3 separate regions of the Zea mays genome follow, and all the other regions are linked to region 2. The links are chromatin contacts, called in public Hi-C maps. All regions are on one chromosome and are shown on one strand. Each heading gives the region's core, a stretch centred on a gene start, on an enhancer-like site or on the middle of the called end of the contact. The rest is flanking DNA. Distances are from core to core; before and after follow the strand shown. Region 1 holds the start of LOC103653810 (auxin response factor 8). Region 2 holds the start of LOC606427 (phosphoenolpyruvate carboxylase kinase 2). Region 3 holds the start of LOC100273079 (phosphatidylinositolglycan synthase family protein).

The links. A called contact is a pair of places that touch in the nucleus more often than the background predicts.
Region 1: a contact with region 2 is called in a Hi-C map of endosperm, with 3 times the contacts expected there. The contact joins the promoter of LOC103653810 here to the promoter of LOC606427 in region 2. A contact is called at or near these places in 5 of 25 Hi-C or Micro-C datasets (bundle sheath, ear, endosperm and 2 more).
Region 3: a Hi-C map of bundle sheath shows a contact between it and region 2, with 3 times the contacts expected there. The contact joins the promoter of LOC100273079 here to the promoter of LOC606427 in region 2. A contact is called at or near these places in 2 of 25 Hi-C or Micro-C datasets (bundle sheath and endosperm).

The regions. Positions count from the first base shown.
Region 1 is chr4:148,950,431-148,955,298 of Zm-B73-REFERENCE-NAM-5.0, forward strand. It overlaps LOC103653810 (auxin response factor 8), which reads left to right and starts at 1,810. Exons shown (of 3, transcript XM_008680610.3): 1 at 1,810-3,197; 2 at 3,289-4,274; 3 at 4,393-4,778. The coding sequence starts at 2,118. The coding sequence ends at 4,462. It overlaps LOC103653809, which reads right to left and starts at 1,111. Exons shown (of 2, transcript XM_020552639.1): 1 at 353-1,111. The coding sequence starts at 933.
Region 2 is chr4:148,244,762-148,249,419 of Zm-B73-REFERENCE-NAM-5.0, forward strand. It overlaps LOC606427 (phosphoenolpyruvate carboxylase kinase 2), which reads left to right and starts at 1,663. Exons shown (of 2, transcript NM_001112302.2): 1 at 1,663-2,530; 2 at 2,648-3,037. The coding sequence starts at 1,690. The coding sequence ends at 2,703.
Region 3 is chr4:147,321,048-147,325,396 of Zm-B73-REFERENCE-NAM-5.0, forward strand. LOC100273079 (phosphatidylinositolglycan synthase family protein) reads right to left here and starts at 2,126. Exons shown (of 2, transcript NM_001147528.1): 1 at 1,773-2,126; 2 at 1-805. The coding sequence starts at 679.

The DNA.
Region 1 (4,868 bases), core at 560-3,059, 710 kb after region 2:
TGTCCTTTAGAAGATATGCTGGTTAGTATTCCAGTCTAAAATAAACAAGTTGCAAATTAGTTAACTCTCCACATTAAAATCAGCATATCTGAGCCTCGAAGGATTGATAAGAAGCATGCACATACACCACAATAATCCAAACCAAACCTATTCTACAGATACATACTTCAGGCGGCTTGTAAACCAAATCATCTATGCAAATACACAAAAATCATCTGGAAACAATTGTGACAATTAAGTAGACAAATCCACAAACAGTCGAACTGCTACAACACAAGAGAAAACGTATGACTCAGAGAAATACATGAACTGCTACAACACAAGAGAAATGGTAAACACAATGTAGACTCACCTGGAGGAGTGTGAGCGAAGGATTTCCGTCGTTGTAGGATGGTTGTAGCAGTCTGGCAATTGCGACCTTTTTAATGATGGTGGGTGCACGATTTGGGGGATTTGTGTTGGAATCATTTGGCAAGGCACTTTCCAAATCAGCGTCGTAGATCGTGCGCTTTCCAAATCGGCGACGGAGATAATGCACGCAATTGCCAGATCGAGCGCGCTTGTTGGGGGGAATGGTGCATTGCCAAATTTGGGGGCCCTGGCTGCGTGGAAGGGGAAACGATGGGGCCCATGGCTGGTTGGGCTAGGGGACACGAGGGCTCCTCCACGGTCGGTCACACCACGATTGTGCGGCTGCGCGGAGGGGACGACGAGGCGGGGGCATGGCGTTCGGGCAGTTGGGGCATACGAGGCGGGTGCATGGGCTAGGGGACGCGAGGGCTCCGAGACAGCCGACCACACCGCGGAGTGGACGACGCAGAGGGGACGGCGTGGCGCCTGGAATGGTTGGTCGGGCGGGCTCCGTCCTAGGCAAGTCGGCGGCATGGCTGGTGATGCAGAGGAAACGACGGCGCAGAGGAGAAGTGAAGGCATCGCGAGCACAGATTCGGGCGACGCAGCGGGTGTGGGGCAGGACGAAGGCAGCCTCAGCGAGAGGACGAAGGGGGAGTCGCCGAGCACGGGGGGCGTCGGACTGGGGCGGGCGTGTAGCGAAGTGCCGAGGACGGGGAGAATGGGGCGGCGCGACGATGGCTGGGGTAGGGGCGAGCAATGTGAGGGGAGCGTAGGACGGGTCCACTATGGCAGTGACATGTTGGAGGGGAGTGGGAGGGAGAGGCGAGGCGGGGGCATGACCGCGCCGAGCGTCCACACTGCTTTCTTAATTAGTAGTAGGATTATCGTTCGTACATAATTACTTAATTACTTACAACTAAATTATTGTTTAAAAGTGTATGCTAAATAAAAGAATGTAGGTGGCTCGAAACTTGACGGGCTCGGGTACGAGTTTGGAATGACACTGGTAGGTGTGATCATAGTTAGATTTAGATAGATTTCACAGGTACGATCGCGAATATGATTTTGATTCACCCGACTCGAGCTCAATTTATTATGAAGGGTTTTTGCTCTACTCGACTCAAGTAGACTTATTGTCCTCTGTAGTCGACTCAGGTGGTCTTTGCTAGGGTGTAAATGGCACCGTGTGGATGGCTTAGCTCGCATGTTCAAGCCCTAGGTCATGCAAAACCCTTCAGTTTTTTCATCATTTACTATGTTTATTGAGACATCCAACATTTTTTTCATATGGAGATTGAGTGTCCAACATTTTTTTCTCTCTTTTTCAGTGGATATCAACATTTTATTTGAGAATTCGTTTCACATTTGCATAGTTGCACGGACCAGAAACCCCACAGGCCACAACCACAACGGTGTTCCTGGGTTTCGACCACGCTGAGTCGCTGACGCATACCGAAACTCACGGGCCTCAAACTTCCACACAGTGACGCCGCTCCACGCGTACTGGTACTCGTTGCTGTTTCCTACGCGACTGTCCGGCTCCGCACATCAGCCTGGGGGCCTGGCGCCCTGTCGCTCACTCCCACTCACCGAACGGGCACTTATAAGTCGCAACGGGGTTTACTCCTGCTCGTTACCGTGAAAAACAAGCACCACCGTAGCTCAGTTACACACGACACCGGCAGACCCGCTCGCCTTCGTCTCCTCCTCCTCCACCTCCCGCTCTCACTCTACTGGCCGGCCCTCGCCTCGGTGCGTTCCCGATGATCACGTTCGCGGACCTGACGGAGCCGGCAGCGGCCGGCGCCGAACGGTGCGTGGACCGGCAGCTGTGGCTGGCGTGCGCGGGCGGCATGTGCACCGTGCCGCCCGTGGGCGCCAGCGTCTACTACTTCCCGCAGGGGCACGCGGAGCACGCGCTCGGCCTCGCCGGTGCGGCCGACCTCTCCGCGGCGCGCGTCCCGGCGCTGGTCCCCTGCCGCGTCACGGCAGTGCGCTACATGGCTGACCCAGACACCGATGAGGTCTTCGCCAGGATCCGCCTCGTCCCGCTGCGCGGCGGGGACGCGGACGCGGACGCGGGTGGCGTCGAGGACGACGCGGCCGCGGCGGACGAGCAGGAGAAGCCGGCCTCGTTCGCCAAGACGCTGACACAGTCCGACGCCAACAACGGCGGCGGGTTCTCCGTGCCGAGGTACTGCGCGGAGACGATCTTCCCGCGGCTGGACTACGCCGCCGACCCGCCCGTGCAGACCGTCGTCGCCAAGGACGTGCACGGGGCCGCCTGGAAGTTCCGCCACATCTACCGGGGCACGCCGCGCCGGCACCTGCTCACCACGGGGTGGAGCACGTTCGTCAACCAGAAGAAGCTCGTCGCAGGGGACTCCATCGTGTTCCTCCGCGGCGACAGCGGGGACCTGCACGTCGGCATCCGGCGTGCCAAGCGCGGGTTCTGCGGCGCCGGTGGAGGCGGAGGCGACGACTCCCCTGCGGCCGGGTGGGACCATTACGCGGGCCTCATGCGAGGGAATGTGAGCCCGTGCGCGGCCGCCAAGGCACGGGGCAAGGTGCGACCAGAGGACGTGGCCGAGGCGGCGAGGCTGGCGGCCGCCGGGCAGTCGTTTGAGGTGGTGTACTACCCTCGCGCCAGCACGCCCGAGTTCTGCGTTCGCGCCGCCGCGGTCCGCGTGGCGATGAGGGTGCAGTGGTCCCCAGGGATGCGGTTCAAGATGGCGTTCGAGACCGAGGACTCCTCCAGGATTAGCTGGTTCATGGGCACCGTCGCCGGCGTCCAGGTCACCGATCCCATCCGCTGGCCGCAGTCGCCTTGGCGCCTTCTTCAGGTATGCAGCAGCAGCTGCTACTTCTCGGCTACCAACAAGGGGAAAGCTCTGCGCTTGGTGCTCACTTGTCGAATTGGCGATTGCGCTGCAGGTGACCTGGGACGAGCCGGACCTCCTGCAGAACGTGAAGCGGGTGAGCCCATGGCTGGTCGAGCTGGTGTCCAGCATGCCGGCCATCCACCTCGCGTCCTTCTCGCCTCCGCGCAAGAAGCCCCGGATCCCGGCGTACCCGGAGTTCCCCTTCGAAGGGCAGCTCCTGAACCCGGCGTTCCCGCCCAACCCACTGCCGCACGGCCAGCACCACCACCATTTCCTTCACTCCCACTCCCACCAGCACCACCACCCACCCTTCTTCCCGTTCCCGGCCGGCAGTGCTCCTGCAGCCATACAGGGAGCCAGGCATGCGCAATTCGTTCCACCTTTCTCAGAACTCCACCTCACCCACTTGCAGCCGAGCCTGCTGTACCCCAGGCTCCGCCGTCCCGACCATGTCGGTCCGACGACCCCGATCCCGGCAAGAGTCAGCACGGACCTGACCATCGGAGGCGCGGCGGCGGCGGCGCGCGACGACGACGACGACGACTTCCCGTGCGCTCCTCCGTCGACGGGTGCCAACAGGCAGAAGCCCGACGCCAAGCCGGCGGGGCTAGTGCTCTTCGGACGCACGATACTAACCGAGCAGCAGATGAGCCGCAGCGGCGCAACCTCCCCAGCGGCGACCGGCAACAGCTCCACGTGCTGGAACGCCGAGAAGGGGCCCAACGCCTCGGAGGGCTCGGGGGGATCCGGCGTCATCCAGACCAGCCCGGCCAAGGCCGCGTCGTCGGAGCGGCCGCCGTGGCTCGGGGGCGACGGCAGCCAGCAGCAGCAGGCCTCCGGCGAGCTCGGGCTGGGGCTGGAGCCCGGGCAGTGCAAGGTGTTCGTGGAGTCGGACACGGTGGGCCGCAACCTCGACCTCGCGGCGCTGCGCTCGTTCGACGAGCTGTACGGCCGGCTGTCCGGGATGTTCGGCGTCGCGGGGGCGGAGCTGCGCAGCCGCGTGCTGTACCGCGGCGCCGCCGGCGACGAGCCCTTCAGGTAACGGCCGTGTGAGGTGACCACAACGTTTTTTTTTTTTGCTTCGCGCACCTGACGCATATAGAATAGAAAAAAAGGTCTGATTTTTTTTGCGCACATTTTGCTCCGCCGTTCCCAGCGATTTCGTCAGGTCGGCGCGGAGGCTCACCGTATTGACCGATGCTGGGAGCGACAACCTTGGAAGCTAAACGACGACGAGGAGCAGTGAGAGAGAACCGTTCCATTCCAGCCGCGAGGGTTTATGTTCTTCGGTACTGGTACTGTTAGACTGTACTAGTACTGTACAGGTGAGGCCGGGAGCTAAGGTTTTGTTCAAAATCCGTTCCAAGTCTGAACTCTGAAGACATAGAGAGAGAGGGAGAGAGGTTTCAGATCGTAAGGCAGCGCCACCATGACCAGGCACGTTGCCTTCATCTCGTGTGTGTCCATCCAAAAAATCGCTGTAAAACTTGGGGGGTAATTAAAACCCTACTAGTACTACTACTACTCATCTTGTTCCTTGTCTCTCTCTCTGTATCCTCGTTCTGTCGTTCATTCTCATGGGCGCTTGAATGCCCCCCTTCTGGCCAAGGCCAATGCATCTGAACGGCGTGT
Region 2 (4,658 bases), core at 413-2,912:
CTAAACTAAAAAACCGGTCACGGCGCGATAGCCGGATCCGGATTCCGGACCGTGTCGTATAGCCACGTCCACTTATCATACGACCCGGCTCCCTGTTCCCTTCCGTCACGTCACCGTCTGATTTCTAACGTGGAAAGGCGCTGCGCTGGTCATTTCTGTGTCCGCGCGCGGCTGGCGCGCTGCCCCCGCGTGATTGGCCGTACAGCATCGCGGAACAGCGAAGCGCGGGCCCGCGATTGGTGGGCGCGGCCGGCCGTACTTTTGCCTCCCGGAAAAGCCCCCAGCCACGGCCGCGGCCGAAACGTTGTCGAGAAGGCGTTAAACTGTTGGCGGGTCCCTGCCTGGTGCGGCAGCAGGCTGCTTATCGCCGAGTGGTGGGGAAGTGGCGTAGTGCCGGGGCCCACGTAATTTAAAGCCGTCTGCGTTGAGGTGGCCATCCATGCGCGCCCATCATGCACCCGCGCCCTGATTGAGAAGGGGGGGCTACAGAACAAGACACCAACCGGACGATAAACAAGTTTGCTTTCGTTAGCAGACAACAATGTCTTTAGCAGGTTCTTTCCAGCTCTTGCATCTATAACAGCTCCTCCCGCCTGGGCTCCTCCAGTCCACCCATAGCCATAGGTAGGATATGCTTATCCGAGGAAATCACAAAGCTGCGCAACCTATCTAGATATGTTTGGTCGTTTGGAAGATTGAATTGGGGAAGTAGGAAATTCCATAGCAGCTGTTCAGCAAAGGTATATACTTTGGTGATATAGTTGGTATGTTGTAGACAATGAGACGGAGAGAACGAAATTTAGAAGAAGTTGCTTGAGACGGCGATAATATAGAGAGTTGTAATCTTTTAGAATGCACTATAAAAGATGAGAAGTGTTTGTTTAGAAGATGAAATTTAGGAGACATCGTTTAGAGATGGACGAGCTTTTTGATGGGACGTGAATGGATTTTTTCACGCAGCACAATGATGTTTGCTTTTTTGAATTGGACGGCACCATTATATTTATTTGGGAGGTCCAATTATTTTGCCTTATCCGAACTTATGGGCTGCATAATTTGGTGGGTGGTAGCTAGTGGTTTGCCAACGCATCAGAGAAACACTGCTTTTTTGCTTTTTTTTGTGCACTTGTGCCTCAACAAATTCCTCGGTTTTGGAGCAAACTGTGCTCGACACCCTCTCTATTAGTGGAAGCAGCCACATAATCAAATCAACTGCTGATTGCGACAGCAGGCGTTTGGCAATCGAGTCCCTCGTTTGTTGATTTGTTTATCGCGTGTTTTGTCTATATAGATTGCACTGCAGCCGTCTGAACAGCTAGTTTTAATCCGACGTCTACTTGAACTTTTCCATTAGATCGTACATTTTATTATAAAAGAAATCATATATAGCCCAGATGGCTAGCATACACGTTTGCGCGTAAGATTTCCGTTTACACCTCGGTCTGATTAGTGCTAACCGGACCTGTTTGGAGCCATGCCAAATACTAGTAGTAGGATCGAGAGACAAACCACGACGTACGAGGGCATTTGAGGAAATGAGAGAAAAAAACACTGTTCGCTCGCGGTCCCGGTCAGGCGCGGATCCGAATATTCCGCCTGGCCGTAGCTCCCACTCATGTCTTTAAATAGGCCACCCGGCCCCTCCTCCGAACGAGGTAACCCAAAAGACCAGAGAGAAATTACTGAAGCATGAGCGCGGAGCTGAAGAGGGACTACGAGATCGGCGAGGAGATCGGGCGCGGCCGCTTCGGGGTGGTCCACCGCTGCACGTCCCGCGCCACCGGGGAGGCCTACGCCGTCAAGTCCGTGGACCGGTCGCGGCTGGGCGACGACCTGGACCGCGAGCTCGCGCAGCTGGAGCCGAAGCTGGCACAGCTCGCCGGCGCGGGCAACCCGGGCGTGGTGCAGGTGCACGCGGCGTACGAGGACGAGGCGTGGACGCACGTGGTCATGGACCTGTGCCCGGGCCCGGACCTGCTGGAGTGGGTGGGCCGCCGCCGCGGCGCGCCCGTGCCGGAGCCCGTGGCCGCCGCCATCGTCGCGCAGGTCGCGCAGGCGCTCGCGCTCTGCCACCGCCGCGGCGTCGCCCACCGCGACGTGAAGCCCGAGAACATCCTCATCGACGCCGCCGCCGGGAGCGACGACGACGAGGAGGACGAGGCCGAGGCGGCGCCGCGCGCGCGCCTGGCGGACTTCGGGTCGGCGGCGTGGGTGGGCGCCGGTGGGCTCGGGCGCGCCGAGGGCCTTGTGGGGACGCCCCACTACGTGGCGCCCGAGGTGGTGGCCGGCGGCGAGTACGGCGCCAAGGCGGACGTGTGGAGCGCCGGCGTGGTGATGTACGCGCTGCTCTCCGGCGGCGCGCTCCCCTTCGGCGGCGACAGCGCCGCGGAGGTGCTGGCGGCCGTGCTGCGCGGCAGCGCGCGCTTCCCGCCCAGGCTCTTCGGCGGGGTGTCGCCCGCCGCCAAGGACCTGATGCGGCGCATGATCTGCCGCGACGAGTGGAGGAGGTTCACCGCCGAGCAAGTCCTCGGTGAGTTTTTTCGTTCGTTCCCCCGACAACCTCTCTCCTGCTCCGTTGATTTGATTTCCCCTTGTTCGTCGATGCAGTTTATCTAACAGATCTGCCGTTGGTAATAAAATAATGCAGCTCACCCGTGGATCGTGAGTGGCGGAGGAGCCCGGGCAATGGAGCGGCCAACCTGAGGAGGAATCCAGACGGACGTGTATTGCCGTAGAGCACTCAGGCACGGCAAGGAATCCCGGACGTTATGTATGAGGTTTTTGTACGTACGTACGTAGTAGTGTACGGTAGCTGCTGCCAGCTGCAGAGCAGATCGATCGGCAAAAGAAGCTTTATAGGCTTGTGGTTTTCCTTTGCCCCCGGGTTTTTGGGGACGCTCTTTACCTAGCGGAGCAGAGAGCACCCGTTTTCCGATGTGCTGGTTTTCCTAGCTGGATGTACATACACTGACCGTCTTTTGTACAGATGGAGTGTGGTGTTGGATACATAAATAAAAAAAAACCAAGCCTTTGTACTCCCTTCACATCTTTTTTTTTCCTTTTTACGTTTCATGCGTTTCTGATGCTACGAGGTGTGTGGGAAAACCATTTCAGTTCGTCAGGGAACACCCCCGCCCCATGTGGCCATGTTCGAGCTGGAGCAATATCCTGCCGTGGCTTGACCGCTTGAGGGTGTACAATCGGAAAGGTTCTAGAGGCGGGACAGCAAAGTCACTGCACTGCAGGTATGAGTTGTGTGCTCTCGGCTGTTTCGGCACCATAGATCTACTCTGCATAGAGTAATATTATTCATCAATGATGAACATGCTGAACACTACTCTAACATTATCAATATACTGTAGCTAAAACGAAACTTAAAATGTAAAAGTCCTCACAGGTAAAGATGGCCTACAGGTTAGTGACCCGTTAGGCTCTATGTAGAGTGTCCAAGTACGTTCGGGTGCTGGCTCTGTTTTTTTTTTCCGACGCTGTCGATTTTCCAAGGACCACTAAGTAAGTGTCCAACTTCTTTTATTTTGGTCTCCCACAACTGACTGATGGAAAAAATCTCATAAGTAAGCAGGCAATTTCATAGCCCTTTTTGCTGTTCGTTCCGGCTCCACACGGCCCACCTTCCGTGTCCGTCCCCCTGGCCTACCCCCTCCCTTTTCCCCCTGGTCTGGTCTCCATGTTTTTTTTCTCTTTGTTTGCTTCAACGAGATCGAGCGTGCGCGACCTATCAGCGTATCACGTTTCGTGCGCGCGGACTCGTCCCGTCCGGTCCAGCCGTACGAACAAGACCGACTGACTACACGGAGCCCTCCCGGCGGGCGCTGGCATATTCCGCGGATATTCCCCGCGGCCCTGGCCTCGCTCTCTGCCAGCAGCTGCAGCTGTCCCGTCGCTGCCTGTGGCCTGTGGGTGTGGGGCACGGCACGGCCCTCATCCAAACGAATCCGTCGCTTTCCCCCCGAGCTCGTATTGCTTGGGTCGCAAGGAAAATCCGACGCCGAGCGGGCCACCGCGGGGCTCGGGGTCGGGCCGGGGCACGCAACGCAAGCGGAAACGGGCAGATGAGATCCGTCAAAGAAGGAGACGTGGCGCGGCTTGGTTCCTTGGACGGCGCCCTCGTCCGGCACGCCGTTCGCTTTGGCGCTATTATAAGCAGTTGGCCCGTCCTGATAGGCCACTGGCCTTATTTGTCCAGGGGCACGTTCTGTGCACCTGTGCCATGGCGTCCGCGATCGGCTTCCCCTCACTTCCAGAGTCCAGACTCGCTCAATGGATCCGATGGAACAAAGTAGTTTATTGATAAGAATTTTTCAGAGTGTCCGATATACTAAAATCAACGACGAAGAGCCAGATTTCGGTACTAACCGCACGTCAAGAAGTGGGAATGATAAATATTTTAAAAACAAAATTTGAATGTTACGATATTAACTATTTTAGACCGAAGTACTGCTATATAGGAGTATATTTTTTTAATGTCTAGGAATCTTTGAATCTCAGATGCGCGCGCTCGTCGGATGATGATTTTGTTTCGGGGAAAGGGGAAAAAAACTTAATCTTCGCCATATTATAGACCGGACCTGTTGGGCGGGAATCACGCAACAGGCTTCGATGATCGATCGGTGCAGTCCTGGTGAGTGCTACCACGC
Region 3 (4,349 bases), core at 876-3,375, 920 kb before region 2:
AGAAAGTAATGAGGGGTGCAAAGAGGAAGACTTGCAAGGAGAACAACATGATTGCGAAGACGTGCAGCCTTGATGGCAGCCGCGAAGCCACAAGGACAGAGGCTACTATCGATGCATTCAAGGAGATGTTGCTAGTTAATTTTGGGTTGTTCAATGCGCCTGGAGGCCTTATGGTTGAACCAGAGTAATCGTGTAAAAATAGATGAACCAGCAGAAGAGATACAGCAAGGGCCCATATTGAATCTGAACTGATGGACCTGGTGAGGGTATGATAAATTGGTGCGAGAACATAAAGACCGCTTATGAAGAATGATATATTGAGGACATACTTTGTCAGAAGCTTCAGCGAGAACGGACAAGTTGTGAGCAAGAGGACCCAGAACCCAACAAGGAGAAGACCAACATCTAGTTTGAGGAGAGTAGATTCATCAATGTCCAAGTTCAGCGTTAGGGTCCATGTAGAAACCACAAGAGCGACGATGCAAAGATACTGTGATATGGATACAGAGTCGATCATCACTTTCAGAAGGTCCCTCTTGACGACATTGGCATTCATAACCATCTCCTCAAGGAAGGACTCGTCAGTGTAGTTATCATCATATCCTGACTGCCTTCCCCCATAGGCAACTTTTCTCCACATTGGTTGTAACTTGATTTGGTTTCCGTCGCTGCTCTTCATAATGAATTGCTGTGCTTTCTTCCCCAGAAGAAACAGGTGTTGAACCGTGTAGATGTCAAGAACTGCTAGTCCTGAAGAGGTCTTCTGTCCTCAAACTTGCATTTCTCCGGCATCAATTCTCCACTCCTAAAAAAATGCACACTTATTCACTCCAATTTTTTAATAGACGAGGAAATTTCAGTCATGTATGAAGTATCAAAGGCACCATACTCAGAAACAGTCTCGTATCATCAGGAATGGGTAAAGTACATCCAGTAAATTGAGGCATTGGGTTTCAGTTGACTACTAACCATTCCTTTGTTTGTTTTAAAAGAAATTAAACTGCTGCAACATTACATTTTATTTGATGACTCATTCACAGCAAAGGAAGGACTAGCGCAAATTAAATGTCATCAATCAAACCATCTAACCAAAGCTAGGGGTTCTTTACCATCTAACAAATTGACAATTCCTTTGTTCAACTCCAGGTGGATCACCACCGGTGACAGACACAGAAATGGATCAAGTGGAGGGCTAAATAGTTGGAGGCTACAAACCTTGCTAACAGTAAAACAAATGTAACTGATGTAACAAGGATCACAAAAAAACAATATCAATTCAAAATTCTCAAGAAACATTTTAAACAACCGCGTGGGTAGAAAAACAACAAATAAAGAAGATTTGTTAACCAAAAGGTAATCCATATTAAGCTCAATATGTAGTCCTTTTTGCTCAACCCAGCTCTCTTTAGTTTCAGAACTATTCTTTGGCACATCTTTATCAATAAACTACTTCACCATCCTATCCTTGCCTCCTATGGAATGCAATGCAACTATAATCAATTATATAAAAACTAACAATCAACAATCAAAATTGGATGGATTTAATTTACTCTTGAGTAAGTTCCCTCAATGCCACTGCCACAGATCAAGGTAAACATGTAATTCTATCCTTTTTCCAAGAAAGGGGATTAGAACAAATGTAACAGCATGGAAGGAACGCCTATGAAGACATCAGTCTGCAGAAAATCTGATTGAGATTTCGAACTGGAAACTAAGAGCAGAAGCTCGAACTGGTTTCAGGAACATAAAGTCCAAAAGATCGTTGTTTTTACCTAGCATTCTAGAAGAGACAGCCTGTACCGAAGCTCGCGAATGCCGACGCCTGGCGCGGGCGCGATGCCCTCCGCCGAAGCCCGGCCGGCCGCTGCCGCCTCTTCCGCGAAAGCTGATGCCCGCGTTGCTACCGCAGCGAGGCCACCTAAGCGCGGGCGCGAGGCCCACGGCCGAAGCCCGCCCGCCGCGTGCCCGCGTCTCCCGCAAAGGCCGACGCCCTGACGCGTTGCTGCCGTGGCGAGGCCGCCAAGGCGCGGGCGTGAGGCCACGCCCGAAGCCCGAAGCTCGCCCGGCCGCCGCCGCGTCTCCCGCGAAGGCCGACGCCGCTGCCGCCGCACCCCCCAGCCGGAGCCGAGCCGACGCCGCTGCCGGCTCACCCGAATACCCTATTAGCGTTGGGGTTTGGATCGGGACGGCACTCGCTACAGAGAACTGCTCTTTAGTTTCTACATAGGGCCATCGCCCTTCGCAAAAATCAGGGGTATTCTCACTTCTTACCTTTTTTTCTATTTGATTTGTGGAATAGTTATCTGTCACCATCTTATTCGCTAATAACTAAAATATACATCAGAAAGAATTTAATTATATCAAAATTTATAGGATAAACTCATGATACATCACCCATGAAATATAAAATGTAACTTCACAAACCAAACACACCATTAATTTTTAGTGCTCCTTTGTAATACATGAATTTTATAGAAATAATATAGAAATTTCATAGAAATTAGTTAAAAATACAGGAAAACACAAGATTCTGAAAAAGTATCCTTTGACCCAAAAAGCACTTTGTAGAGAGAACTACATATATCCGCCCACGCATACAAAAGAAGCTCAACAATTTTTAAAAAAATCAAGTATGTATGTTCGTGAAAAGACTCAAGAGCAATATTATTGGAATCAAATGGGTCTTCTATAATAAGCAAGATGAAAATAATGCGATATCATGAAACAAGGCATGATTTGTGGGATAGATATCTAGGTTCTCATAGCGTGGATTCTGTACATGGGCCGTTGAAAGGACTAAGTAGGTCGCGCGACTAATTACATGGGTTGATCGACCCAACTCAGGCTCAAAGACGACGCAATGGCTTGGGGATCAAGATAGTGCGACAGTTTTTTCAGATAAGGAAGGCGCAAGGACTCCCGGTGACTCAGAAACAAACCTTCAAGGTCGTGAAACTAGTAAATAAGGGAGGAAACTGACTTATAACCCTAAACACGTCATCCTATATAAAGAGGGTTAGGGACACCTACAATTTATTAGATAACCTCACCCAATACTTATTGCATACCATAGTTGTGCACCATTGTAACCTCGATCTCAGAGCAATACCATCTCCACAACATAAAGGACGTAGGGTTTTACACATTTTGGTGGCCTAAACTTGTATAATTCTTGTGTCATTGTCACACATGGTTTTAGAAGGTAGCCCGAATGCGAACAATGTACGTGCCAGGATCAGAACTCACGTACACAACGATTACATAAATGAACACCATTACACAGTGCTCAAATAATAACATAAAGGATATTAATTTATTACATCATGATGTCGGAGACATCTACATAGTCATCAACTTAACGAGTAATCAAAGTGCGATTGAAAAACATAGTAAAAATAAGTGAAAGTCGCCTAGAGGGGGGTGAATAGGCGAAACCTGAAAATTATAAACTTTGAACACGCACTAAGGCCGGGGTTAGCATTAGAATTAAATCGGAGAACGGAAGATAGTTCTCCTTGCTATGAGTTGCTCAATCAATGCGGATAACCTTGGGAGCAAACTCAAATCAATATGAGCAAGAGAACTTTTAGAGAGAGGAAAGAGAGAAACAAATCAAGTGAAGATCAACAAGTGAACACGGTGATTGTTTACCGATGTTCGGTTTCAAAGAACCTAGTCCCCGTTGAGGAGGCCACAAAGGCCGGGTCTATTCCAACCCTTTCCCTCTCTCAATCGGTCACACAGACCGGTCGAGGCTTCTCCTTAATCACTTGGGTCACTAAGACCCCGCAAGGATCACCACACACTTAGGTGTCTCTTGCTAGCTTTACGAAGCACTTAGAGAATAAGAATGAGAAGGAGAAAGCAATCCAAGCAACAAAAGAACACAAAACACCCTCTCTCAAGTCACTAAGCAATTGAGTTGATTTGGGGGCTTGGAGAGGATTTGATCTATTGATTGTGTCTTGGAGTGTAGTCTTTTGCTCTTGCAATGAATGTGAAGTTCAGAAAACTTGGATGACTTGAATGGAGGTGGTTGGAGGTATTTATAGCCCCAACCACTATTCTAGGCGTTGCTGTCGATGGTGCACCGGACAGTCCGGTAGTGCACCGGACATGGCACTGTTTAGTGTCCGGTGCGTGCCACGTCAGCTGCCTGTTGGGGTTTGGAGCGGTTGACCGTTGAAGTCTTTTGTCTTCTAGCTGCATTGGACAGTCCGGTGGCACACCAAACATGTCCGGTGCGTCCTGACATCGCTGCTCCGACTTCTGACTCCGCATTGTTCACTTTTGCAGTCGACCGTTGCGCGCTGGTGATCGTTGCTCCGTTGGCTCACCGGACATGTGTA